Linked DNA regions of Mus musculus: region 2 is linked to region 1. The links are chromatin contacts, called in public promoter capture Hi-C maps. All regions are on one chromosome and are shown on one strand. The core of a region is the stretch at or near the end of the contact, and the rest is flanking DNA. Distances in the headings are between cores, read along the strand shown.

Evidence for each region. Promoter capture Hi-C pulls out the DNA fragments that hold promoters and counts their contacts.
Region 2: a contact with region 1 is called in a promoter capture Hi-C map of pre-B cells, with 4 times the contacts expected there. The contact joins the promoter of Gjd3 here to the enhancer-like site in region 1. A contact is called at or near these places in 2 of 39 promoter capture datasets (cranial neural crest and pre-B cells), 3 of 484 Hi-C or Micro-C datasets (embryonic stem cells, gonadal supporting cells and myeloid progenitors), 1 of 115 datasets of contacts at active chromatin or transcription factors (embryonic stem cells) and 1 of 9 other capture datasets (embryonic stem cells).

Annotation. Positions count from the first base shown.
Region 1 is chr11:98,211,756-98,217,596 of GRCm38.p6, forward strand. The region is part of intron 2 of Cdk12 (cyclin-dependent kinase 12); the gene reads left to right. Among named protein-coding and RNA genes, the nearest start is that of Cdk12, 11 kb to the left of the region's middle. Within about 2 kb of position 4,001, at least 6 of the 459 cell types and tissues checked have an H3K27ac peak or open chromatin away from gene starts, as enhancers often do. A contact at or near this core is called in pre-B cells, where this site is marked.
Region 2 is chr11:98,981,530-98,987,593 of GRCm38.p6, forward strand. It overlaps Gjd3 (gap junction protein, delta 3), which reads right to left and starts at 1,491. Exons shown (of 1, transcript NM_178596.3): 1 at 1-1,491. The coding sequence starts at 1,487. The coding sequence ends at 651.

The sequences.
Region 1 (5,841 bases), core at 2,751-5,250:
TTTGGGGTTTTGTGTGGGTGGGTGGGTAGGTGGGGGTGGGGGGTGTGTGTTTCTGAAACAAGACTTTGTTGTGTAGCCCTAGCTATCCTGGAACTTACCCTGTAGACCAGACTGGCCTTGAACTCACAGGTCTGCCTGCCTGTCCGTCCTCTGTGCTGGAATTAAATGCATGCACCACCACTGCCCAACCTAAATTTATTTTGAGTGTGCATGCATGTATGACTTTTGTTTGTACATATTATGTGTGTGTACAACATGTGGTCATAAGGTGGTGATGAATCCCATGAGATAAGAATATGGATGGTTCTGAGCTACTATGTGGGTGTTGGGAACTTCACTTAAGTCTCTAAGAACAACTAATTACTGAGGCATGTATCCAGCCCCAACTTTACTCTATTTGAATATTTTTTATTTATGTGTATGTGTGTGAACCTTCATGAATATATGTGTACCACGTGGATGTAGAAGCTAGTCTAGGCCAGAGGTTACTGGATTCCCTTAAATTGGAGTTAGAAATGTTTGTGAGCTGCCATGTGAATGCTAAGAACCAAACCAGGTCCTCTGAAAGCCCAATTAGCACTCATAATCCTCTGAACCATCATTCTAGGCCCAAGTGTATTGTTTTTGTGTGTGCTCACAGGTGTGCATTGGAGCCTAGAGGATACCCCCATACTTTAGTTATTACATAACCACACTCCTCATATCTTTATTTTGGTTTTTCCAGACAGGGTTTCTCTGTATAGCCCAGGCTGTTCTGGAACTCACTTTGTAGACCAGGCTGGCCTCAAACTCAGAAATCCGCCTGCCTCTGCCTCCCAAGTGCTGGGATTAAAGGCGTGCACCACCATGCCCGGCATATCTTTAATTTTTAAAGTTTATATATGTGTGTGTGTGTGTGTGTGTGTGTGTGTGTGTGTGTGTGTGTGTATGTGTGTGTGTGTATGTGTGTACGTACGTACGTGTGTGTACACATGTTCTTTGTGGTACTTGTGGAAGTCAGGGCCATTTTGTGGAGTTGATTCTTTTCTTTTTTGTTTTGTTTTGTTTTGTTTTGTTTTGTTTTTGGTTTTTTGTTTTTTGTTTTTTTTTTTTTTGGTTTTTTGAGACAGGGTTTCTCTGTATAGCCCTGGCTGTCCTGGAACTCACTCTGTAGACCAGGCTGGCCTCGGAACTCAGAAATCCACCTGTCTCTGCCTCCCAAGTGCTAGGATTAAAGGCGTGGGCCACCACGCCTGGCTAGTTTACTTTCTAGGATACATTAAATTTGAGTTATGATGATGGGGTGGATATATGTGGGTGGGTATGTGACTGTAGGTGTGCAACTGGAGGACTAAAGTCAACCTTAAGTGTTATTCAAAAGTCATCCATCTTGTTTTTGTTTTAATTTTTTTGGTTTTTCAGGATAGGGTTTCTCTGTATAGCCTTGGCTGTCCTGGAACTCACTCTGTAGACCAGGCTGGCCTTGAATTCAGAAATCTGCCTACCTCTTGCCTCTCAAGTGCGGGGATTAAAGGCATGGGCCACCACTGCCAGGCTTAAATATATTTTATCTACCTGGCTGTAGGCCTTTAATCCCAACACCTAGGAGGCAGAGACAGGTAGATCTCTTGTGGAAGCCAGCAGCTTGGTCTACATAGGGGATCACTTTATTATTTTTTTTTTCTTTTTCAAGATGGGCAGTGGTGGTGGCACATGCCTTTAATCTCATCTTTTAGGAGACAGAGGCAAGTGGATCTCTGAATTTGATGCCAACCTGGTCTACAGTATGAGTTTCAGGATAGCCTGGATGACACAGATAAGCCCTATCTTGAGGGAAAAAAAAGCAAGTCAGAACTCAGAAAAAGTATTTTTATCTTTTATTATAAGTGTTCTGCTCGCATATTTGTATGTGCACCAAAAAGTGGCAGATCCCTTTGAATGGTGGTTGTAAACTACCATGCAGGTGCTAGGAATTGAACTTTGGTACACAGAAAGAGCAATAAGAGGTTTTTTTTAACAACTTAGCCATCTCTCTAGCCCTTTGAATATTTCTGTTTCTATCTCCCTGATGCTGAGATTATAAGCCCATTTTTTAATATAGGTGTTATAGACAAACTTAAGTCCTTGCTTGGGTAGCAAACATTACTGACTAAACTATTTCTCCAGTCCTGTTTATTCTTTTTAGTTCTTAAGATCTATATTCTTTCAGACTACCTTCTGTGCATCTTAAAAATGTTGTAGTATAATTGTGGATAGTGGAAAGGGTAGGGAGTGGAGAGAGTGTTTTACTTTTGAGCTAAGGTATTACTTTATTATCTAGTCTGTGTCAACTCCTGGTCTTCAGACATCTTCCTTCTTGAGCTATCCATGTGCTAGGACTACAGTTATTCATTACCAAGGCTAGTTCTTTTGTTTTTATTTAAATATTTTGGTTTTTTTGGAGACAAAGTCTTATTATGTAGCCCTTGCTAGCCTGGAACTCATCAATCTGCTTGGCTCTACCTCCAGAATTCTAGGATTAAAAGTGGGGCTACTATGCCCAACTCAATGTCATTATTGTAAGTATTTGGTAACTGGTTTTTGTGGGTTTTTTTTGTTTTTTTTTTTTCCTGAGTAATTTTTTTTTATTCATAAATTATTAAAGGTAAGAAATGGAAGTGAAGATTTTGTATTTTTCTTGAGACTGAGGGAAGAAAGAGATCAGTCTCTGTAGCTTATTGGCCAGCTAGACTGGAGAATTTGAGGAGATTCAATTCAGTGAGAAATATTGTCTCAAAAAATAAAATTTGATAGCACCAGTGAAAGACCTTTGAGTGCCTCTGGCTTCTACACTTGTACATACAAACAACTTATACACATGTGTAGAGGCCTACACTAGCAATTACAACACACATAACAATATAAGAGAGGATAGAGACAGAGAAGCACATACACACTCTGACTGAGACTTTAAACTAGGCTTTGTGGCCACTTGCCATGCTAGCCCTCAGGATGCTGATATAGAGGAATAGATTAGGGTTGGAGGGCTGGCATTGACTCCCAAATGCTGGGATTATATGCCCTTTCAATATAGGTTATTAGACTAAATGAATAATTAAAATTGCATAAGGCATTAGGGTCAGGATAGTTGAGAGGCTGGAACAATGCCTTAATGGTAAAGAGCACTGGCTGCTCTTTCCGAGGACCAGTGTTCAATCCCCAGTACTCATATCGTGGTTTGCAACTATCTGTCTCTCCAGTGCCAGTGTATTTGCCCTCTGCAGTCACTTCATGCATGTGGTATACAGACAAAATAATAAAATAATCGAGATAATGAGAAGAAAAATAAAACAACATTCTGATAACATAAAGCTTATACTGGTGACAGAACAAGTGAATGAATTTGGTTAATGATAATTCAAAAAGCTTTTTTTGTCTTGTTCATTTTTGTTTTTTGAGACAGTGTGTTTTTGTGTAGACTTGGCTGTCCTGTAGCTTGTTCTGTAGACCAGGATAGTCTGGAACTAGCAGAGATCTGCCTGTCTTTGCTTCCTGTGTACTGGGATTAGAGGTGTACAAGAACATAGCTGCAACTAAAATACATTATTTCTTAAAGATTTATTTTTATGTGTACATATGTGGCAAGGTAATATATACATGAGAGTAGGTGCCATAGGAGGCCATTGGTATCAGATCTCTCTACAGCTGGAGTTACAGGACAGTTGTGAACCAGCATGGAAGTGCCCAGTTCTCCATAAACAAGTCCTCTAAACTGCTAATCCATCTTTTCAGCCCTGTTTGTAGTTTATTCCTCTTTGCTTGTTTGTTGAGACACTGTGGCTTTTGCTGGCCTCCAGTATACTAGTAGACCAGGTTTTTCTGGGATTTAGCATGCAACCCCATTGACCTTGAACTCTTAGAATTCCTCTGGTTTCATAGCATGAGCATTGAATTTTCCTTTTTCCCTCCAAGAGGTGGCATATGCCTCTAAATCCAGCACTCAGTAGGTTAAAATAGAAATATCACAGGAAGTGTACTGGCAGTCTGTTCTGCTTCAAAGCCTTTCGGGTACAGGATGAAACTTATCTTTAAACAAAACAAAACATGCAGCTGGGAAAGTGGCACATTCCTTTAATCCCAGCACCTGAGAGGCAGAGGCAGGCAGATCTGAGTTCTTAGCCTAGATCCTGAGGGTATAGTTACTAGCTATGTAGAGAGACCCTGTCTCAAAAACAACAAAAAAATTAAGTGTCTGACTGACCTGAATTTCAACTGTAGATCCATTTGCTTCTGCCTCTTGTGTGCTTTGATTAAAGGTATGTTCTAACAAGTCAGGTGACAAATGGTTATATTTGTACCTACAGGTTAATTTAAATTTAATTAACAGAAATTTCAAAATTGCAAAATTGGGATAGGAGTCAACTGTTTCTTATACAGACTTAAAGCAACCTAAATACCTCATGGAAATTTGTAAAAAAGTATGAATGAGAAACCAGGAACACTAGATAAGGAGAAATTGTATATGTACATCTGTATTTTATTTGGCATATAAATATCTCTTTCATTATGTCAGGTTCTTTCCCTATTTGGCATATTTAGTGCCTTACAGTAAGAGCTATGTTTGTTAAACATTGGATCTTTATAGGTCCTCGTATTTTTTATTTATTTTATTTTATTAATTTTAATTTATACATCTATTTAATGTATGCAAGTATACCATCATTGTCTTCAGACACACCAGAAGGGGGCATCAGACCCCATTACAGATGGTTGTGAGTCACCATGTGGTTGCTGGGAATTGAACTTAGGACCTCTGAAAGAGCAGTCAGTTCTCTTAACCGCTGAGCCATCTGTCTAGCCCTATTTTTAATATTTTTAATATTTTAAAATTTATTAAAGCAAGATGTTGACCTCTTCAGGTTAGTGTGGCCTCAACTGATGATTGTCCTGTTAAATAGAATCTTCCTGTAGAATGTCATCTGTCCCCTTTAATCATTCCCCCAAAGACTGTCTCTATATAGTCCTGCCTGTCCTAGAACTTGCTAGGTAGTGCAGGCTGGCCTTAAACTCACAGAGATCCTTTTTCCTCTGCCTCTTGAATGTTGAGATTAAAGGCATGTGCCACCATGCCTGGCAGTATGTACATTTTTCAGTGCTAATAAACTATATCCGAAGCCATGAAGTAATTTTTGAGGAAAAAAACTAAAGGTGGACTTGCTGGGCTGTGGTGTGCACTCCTTTAATTCCAGCACTTGGGAGGCAGAGGCAGGCAGATTTCTGAGTTCAAGGCCAGCCTGGTCGGTCTACAGAGTGAGCTCCAGGACAGCCAGGGCTACACAGAGAAACCCTGTCTGGAAAAAAAAAAAAAAAAAAAAAAAGAAAGAAAAACAGTGGACTTAAGTGATAGTCATGGGACAGTTGAGGTACTTTTAGTTTTCTTTCTCCTCTAGAAAACAGAACTAAGAAATCTCTTTTTTTTTTTTTTTTTTTTTTTAATTCGAGACAGGTTTTCCACTTAGGCTCAGCACTTTCTCAGGTACCAGGCGTGCATATAGTACACGGACATGCATGCAAGCGGAACACTTACTTTTATAAAAGGGGAGGGGGCTAAAGAAATCAGTTGACAGAGTTGCTGCTCTTGCAGAGGACCCAAATTCATTCCCAGCACCCATGTCTAGTGTAACTCCAGCTCCAGGGAATCTGGCATTGCACCTAGTTGAGCATCTACTGTCACTTTTATATATACACAAACATACACAATTTAAAAATAAATATTTTTCAATTTTGGGTTTATCAGGCTTTATCTATAATCACAGCAAACAGGAAAGGAGGAAGACAAGGAAGGAAGTTAAGAAGGAAGATTGGTGTGAGTTCCAGTTCGGC
Region 2 (6,064 bases), core at 241-2,740, 770 kb after region 1:
ACAGTGGTGGCGGATGCACACACAGAATGTACGTGTGTATAGGTGTGTATACAGAGCTAACACAGGACGCATGCGTACATGCATCCACACAGAGCCTTCAAGGACATACATGTACATTTCTGTGCACGCAGGCATGAACCCAGGTCTCTATCGCCTGTCACTTGGGAGATGTATACGTGTGGACACACGCATGTGCGGACCCTCACAAGCATACACATGCAAATACACACAGCTCATAGAGGTTTACTATGCTTGAGCAGCCAACCCATCTGAGTGTGTCCAGAGAGAGTGTGTGCAGAGCGCTCACGGAAAACCACTCTTCTCTGAATTAGCAGGGAACCTGGGAATGTTGCCATCACTGTTGATTTTTGTCCCCGGTGCAACAATCAGGTCACCCACGGCCGGTTTGCCGCCTCTCAGGGGAGCCCTTGGCGTCCTCCCTTTCCGCAGGGATCACAGCACCGAGGAGCCTCCCTGATTTAACACGGCTGCCGTAACCAGCACTAGGAAGTGCGACACCTCCCCCACCCGAACCCTGGCGGTCCCCTCTGCTCATCTTCTGCTCAGGCAGGGTCCTACGCAGTCTTTCAGAAGCAAAGCCTTCTGCCTCCAAGGACCCGGGTGCTGATATCCAGCCTCCGATCTCGCCGCTAGATGGCCAGGTCCTGGCGCACGGTAGCCAGCGACGCTTTGCTGTGGCCGCTGCCGCCTTCGCCCTCGCTGTCGCCTGCCGGTGAGCGGTGCGCGTAGGCTGGCGGGCCGAAAGGGTCGGGGTCCCCGCGCTGCGATGGCAAAGAGGGCGACGGCGGCGGCGGCGGGAGCAGCTTGGCGCGCTGGCGACCCTTCCAGAGCAGGTGACCCAGCTCCGCCACGCTGAGCAGCGCCGACAGCAGCCCGACGGCGAAGTAGAAGACCACGAAGACGGTCTTCTCGGTGGGCCGGCTCACGAAACAGTCGACCGTGTGCGGACAAGGTGGCCCGGCGCACGCGTAGTGCGGGTCCACGCGGAAGCCGTAGAGCAGCGCCTGGCCGCCCAGGAAAGCCAGCTCGGCGAGCAGGCGCAGAGCCACGCTCAGCAGGTAGCAGCGGCGCGCGCGGCGAGCGCGCAGGGCGCACGGGGAGCACGGCGCCTCGGCACGCCCGCGCGCGCACGGCGGGGCCAGCTGCGCACCACCCGCCTCCTTGCTGGCCTGGTGCATGGAGTAGATGACGAACAGCACCGGCGGCGCCGACAGCAGCAGGATGTGGAAGAGCCAGAAGCGGTAGTGGGACACCGGGAAGGCGCGATCGTAGCAGGTCTGGCGACAGCCGGGCTGCAACGTGTTACACACGAACTCCTCCTGCTCGTCCTCGAACACCGCACCTCCCACCGTGGCCAGCACCAGGATGCGGAAGATCAGCATGATCACCAGCCAGAGACGACCCACGAGCGGCGACTGTAGCTGCACCGCGTCCAGCAGGGAGCCTAGGAACGCCCACTCCCCCATGACGCTGGGGACGAGGAAAGGGGGTAGTCACAGGCTGGGGCGGGCTGAATACCCCCTGTCCCCCGCCACCCCCCACCCCCACCCCCACCCCCGTCCCTCAACAATCTCGGAGGGCGCCAGGGAAAGAATATTTTCTGGGGTTTAATGAGTTAATGTCAGAGTGTGAGGATAGTCCATCCTCAGCTATGGGATTCCTTCATATGGGCATAGAGGGGTGCTGAGGAGGGATTTCCCCGCACACCTGGCCTGGGCCTGCTTGGCTAGGGAGACCCTAAGGTTCCCCAGATTCTAGGTTCTTCTTCAGGGCCAACCTTGCTGGCCTGGCTTTTTGTGCCAGGAGCAAGAGCGGCTACTGGAGTCTAGAATTCTACGTTCCTTCTGTTTGAGACCCCTGGGAGCAAGGGGAGGGCCAGGCCGGGTGAGCCCCCACTGTCTCCTTTCTCTCTCACCTCGCAGCAGGGAACGCCTTTTGGGGTTGGAAGCTGACACAGAAGCCTGTTTTTCCAACTTAGGATCTCTCGCCCGCCCTCAATCTTCCCTTCCTCACCAACCTCAGCCAAGGAGACCGGGCACAGCCCCCTCGACTCCTCTCTGATAGCAATTATCAAGCATCTCTTGTAAGCCTCCCCAGACACACAGAATACACCACGTCCCGTCCCTGTAGACCCTTAGTGGCCTCTAGATGTCCCCAACCCCACTTACCCCGGGACCTGGGCCTTAGAGCTGAGCGGAGGACCTTGAGAGACAGCTGGGACCTGTCCCTCTGGGTCCCTCTTTCATTTTCCTTTTTGGCTTTGGCCGGGATGGATGATAGGACAAGTATGGCTGAGAGGGGCTAGCTCTCCCCCTTCTCTTAAAGGGACAGGGTGACCTGTGGTCCGGCTCCACCCTGGAAATAGATCCAGGGCCACACCCCTTGTTGGGTCCTTCCTGCCTTCTCTTTCCATCCCTTACCCCCCATGCCCATCCCATAGCCATGTCTCCATCTGGCGATGGACGGAGGCTAACTAGAGCTACATTTTTTTTTTTAATTGAGGGAGCCAGAGAGATCAATCATGGGAACCCTATCTCCTGGCAGACTCCTCAAACTGAAGACTAGGTCCACCACAACCAACTGACCCCATTTTTGAAGGGTCTTGTGGGCCAGAGGGAGATAACTTCGGCTTTTAGGGGACAACAAATATGGCTTTGGGGGGGGGGGGCTTTTGGTTCTGCCACTATTGGACCTTGGATGAGCCATGTAGGTCACTTGGGCTAAGATCTCTTGGTCTGTCACCTGAGCCAGCTAAACTCTAAGATTCTTACTTTGTTCCGAGACAGAGTCTCGCTGTGTAGTTCAAGCTGGCCAGGACCTTACCGTATAGGCCAGGCTGCCCTTGAAGTAAATGATCCTCCTGCCTCAGCCTCCCAAGTGCAGGACATTAAGTATGCATCACCACACCCGTCATAGTCGCCCATCTTAATGACCAGGTCTCAGCTGTGTTACAGAAACCCCAAACCCAGTGCTTGGAAATACTCCGTGAGGGCATCAGGAAGATGTGGAGATAGCTGGCTACCGTGGTTAAGCCAAAGCTCTGGTCTTTCCTACTCAGCAATGTCTAGGTTTACCGTGAGGTGTGTGGCACCTCATAAGGTCAACAGCAGTGAGAAAAGCTTCTGCCAAGGATTTTCTAATATGGAGCTTTGTCTACCAGTCTAGGTGCGGGGAGATGCGGGACCATGATAGACAATCCACGGGGACCCGAGTGGGCCAGGAAGAGGGACTCCCGATTTAAGATGGTGTTTTTCTCCCTTCTGTCTACCTCAGTCACCCACTCATTCAGTCTTCAGCTACCCCGGCACTATTTACAGCCTTACAGCCGGGGAAACCGAGGCTTAGAGAGTCACACATGCGCAGTCAGTGAAAGGCGGACCATGAACTCACTCTTGGCCTCAATGGTTCTGGAGCGCATGCTCCCTCACAGCTTGCGAGGGAAAACTGCCACCTCTCTATACCTGGGTGGGGTCTTGCGTGGGGCTGAGGGTCTCAGCACTGAGGTGGGCTGTGCGTACTCCTATGAAGGGATAGGTCATTAGTCCTCACGTACTCCGTGATATTTTCTCCCCCAGTCAGTACAAAGACCTGCATGGGTTTCTGTCTGTTAACAGTGGGTCCCTAATGGGAAATGTGTTCTCTACTGATTGGCTCAGTCAGGGGTCTAGCCCAGCCTGGAAAAACTTTTGGTTAACTCCAGCTTGGGTGTGCCCCTGAACGTTTCCATCCTCCTGCAGGGTCCCTTAGAAATAGGCCTGGGTGTGGGGGCGCTACCCTGGATAAAATCCAAGAGAATAGCACGTGCTGGAACCCCACATTCTGAAAACAGGATGTGAGGTGGAGCACCGGGCGACCCCTGCCACTCACTTCCGGCCGAGCTGCCGTCTGCACCCTGTCCTCAGCTATGGAGGCTCAGGGTCACATCTCTTCTTTCCTAACTACCCAGGAATGGTCCCAGCCCCAGCCCCCATTGCTCCTGCTTCGTCAGGCTGGAAAAAGCCCACCAGACCCCACCCCACCTGAGCCCACCCGACCCCACCCAGTGTGACTCTGCAGGGAGTGGGATCGTGCCACAGAGATGCTAGGGTGGGGCAGCAGATGGAGAGCCACTGTCACTCTGCCCTGTCCCCCACCTAGCTCCCCATGCCAGAGGAGACTCTACAATCTCTAGGACCCAGTCCTAGATAGCCGTGGGCAGCCCGGGAGGTGTTGCTGACAATACCCAGAGCTGGTGGCATTGGCCCTTCTTGGCCCTGCTTGAAGAAGTTCTGGGCTGAGAGGGTTCTTCTGTGTCCCAGACACCTCAGTCTGGCTGTGGAGCCATAGTCCCGCATCAGTCACAGGTGGACATACACAGGGGCGTGGACGTGTTCATATCTAATAAGTTCATAACAGTACCGTAATTGACACATGACAACATTTTTTGAAAATGAAAGAAATAAGCAAAAACAAAACAGAAAAACAACAAAAAAACCCAAGGCCGAATGGAATCTCTCCCAGCCTGCTCAGTAGTATTGCTATTTTTGAATGTAATTCCTGCTTTCTATCCCTTCCTGCCTTTCTCTTCTGTACTGATCATTAGAGATTTTGTCTGTTCAGCTAAACATATAAGCGAGGTTAGTGGTGGGACATTGCGTGCTCCCTTCTATGTCACCCCCAGCACCTAGAATACTTGGAGCCACATGAGACACTGAAATATCTGTTGGTTGGCTAAAAGGCAGTGAGCGAGAGGGTGGCACAGTCAGAGCGTCCCAGTCCCCTGCCGGCTCCTCTCCCTGTTCTCCTGGACTCTGTCCAGTAAGTGTCTCATTCAGTATGAGAGTACCATGCAAAATGTACAGGCCTGGGCAGAAGGGCCAGCTCCCGAGTCGGGTCAGGGGCTTGGGTGGGGAAGGGGTGGGAGTCCTCCAGCATTTCCGGTCCTTCTGTAGCCATCGTCAAACCTGCGCGGCTCCTGAGTATAGGCACAATGTTACGTGCATACTCTGTAAAAATTATCTTTATATTCAAATGCCGATGTCTCTGCCTCAGTGTCTGGTTGCAATGCAGACAGGGTATTGGAATGCTTATTCTAAGTGTCTCCTGCCTCAATGCTGTGTGGGCTTCGCTTCCCATTTATTCTCTGACTTGTCAATAAGAGCTGATCAGCCAATAGGGCTGAACTTCCCTCCCAGCCAGGAGAGGAGGGATGGAGAAAGAAGTGGGGACTGGACAAGGAGAGAGAGAGTCTCGGAGACACGGTGAGAAAACCCTTGGAGCCCAGAGAGCCAGCAGGTATCTCTGGGATTCTGGCTGGGAGGTACAGATTCTTAGTTTAGAGGATTAAAGTGGAATACCACTGCTCAGTTGTTGTGCCCTTCAAGCTTGTTAAATATAATAATCCAGTCTTAATCATTTGAGAGCTAGTTGGGTTAAGAGGAAAACTGTAACAAACACTTATTTAAAAGCCACTAACATCTGAGCCTTTGAACCTTTCCCACTGCTGTATGTCCCGGGACACCTCACGATGGCAAGGCCTTGGCTTCTCTACTCTTGTATGCTGCAGTTCTCACAGTTAGAACTCATCTCCGTCTGCTTGGATATCTGCTTTGGCTCTGGAATTCTTCATTATTTTGTTTGGCTGTAGTAGCCAGAATACCAGCCAGGGGCTTAATTAACCAAAAGGGTAGTGTCTTCCTCACAAAGAAGGACACAGGACTGCGCCATCGTGCAGTAGACACCATAGGGTCGTTGCCGAAACCCCGCTCCACGTGATGTCTCCGGAGAGTTCAGGGTCCACGCTCAGGTGGTCAGAAGGCTTGTGTAGCAAGTGCTCTCACACCTGAGACATCTTGCTGACAGGCCCTCTTCAAAAGGTTTGTTTATATGTTTATAGATTTGTGCGTGTATGTGTTTATACGCATGCGTGCTCCTCTCTCTCTCTCTCTCTCTCTCTCTCTGTGTGTGTGTGTGTGTGTGTGTGTGTGTGTGTGTGTGTGTGGTAGGGTCAGGGGAGGCCACAGCATGCATGTGGAAGTCACAGGACAACTTTTGGGAATTATTT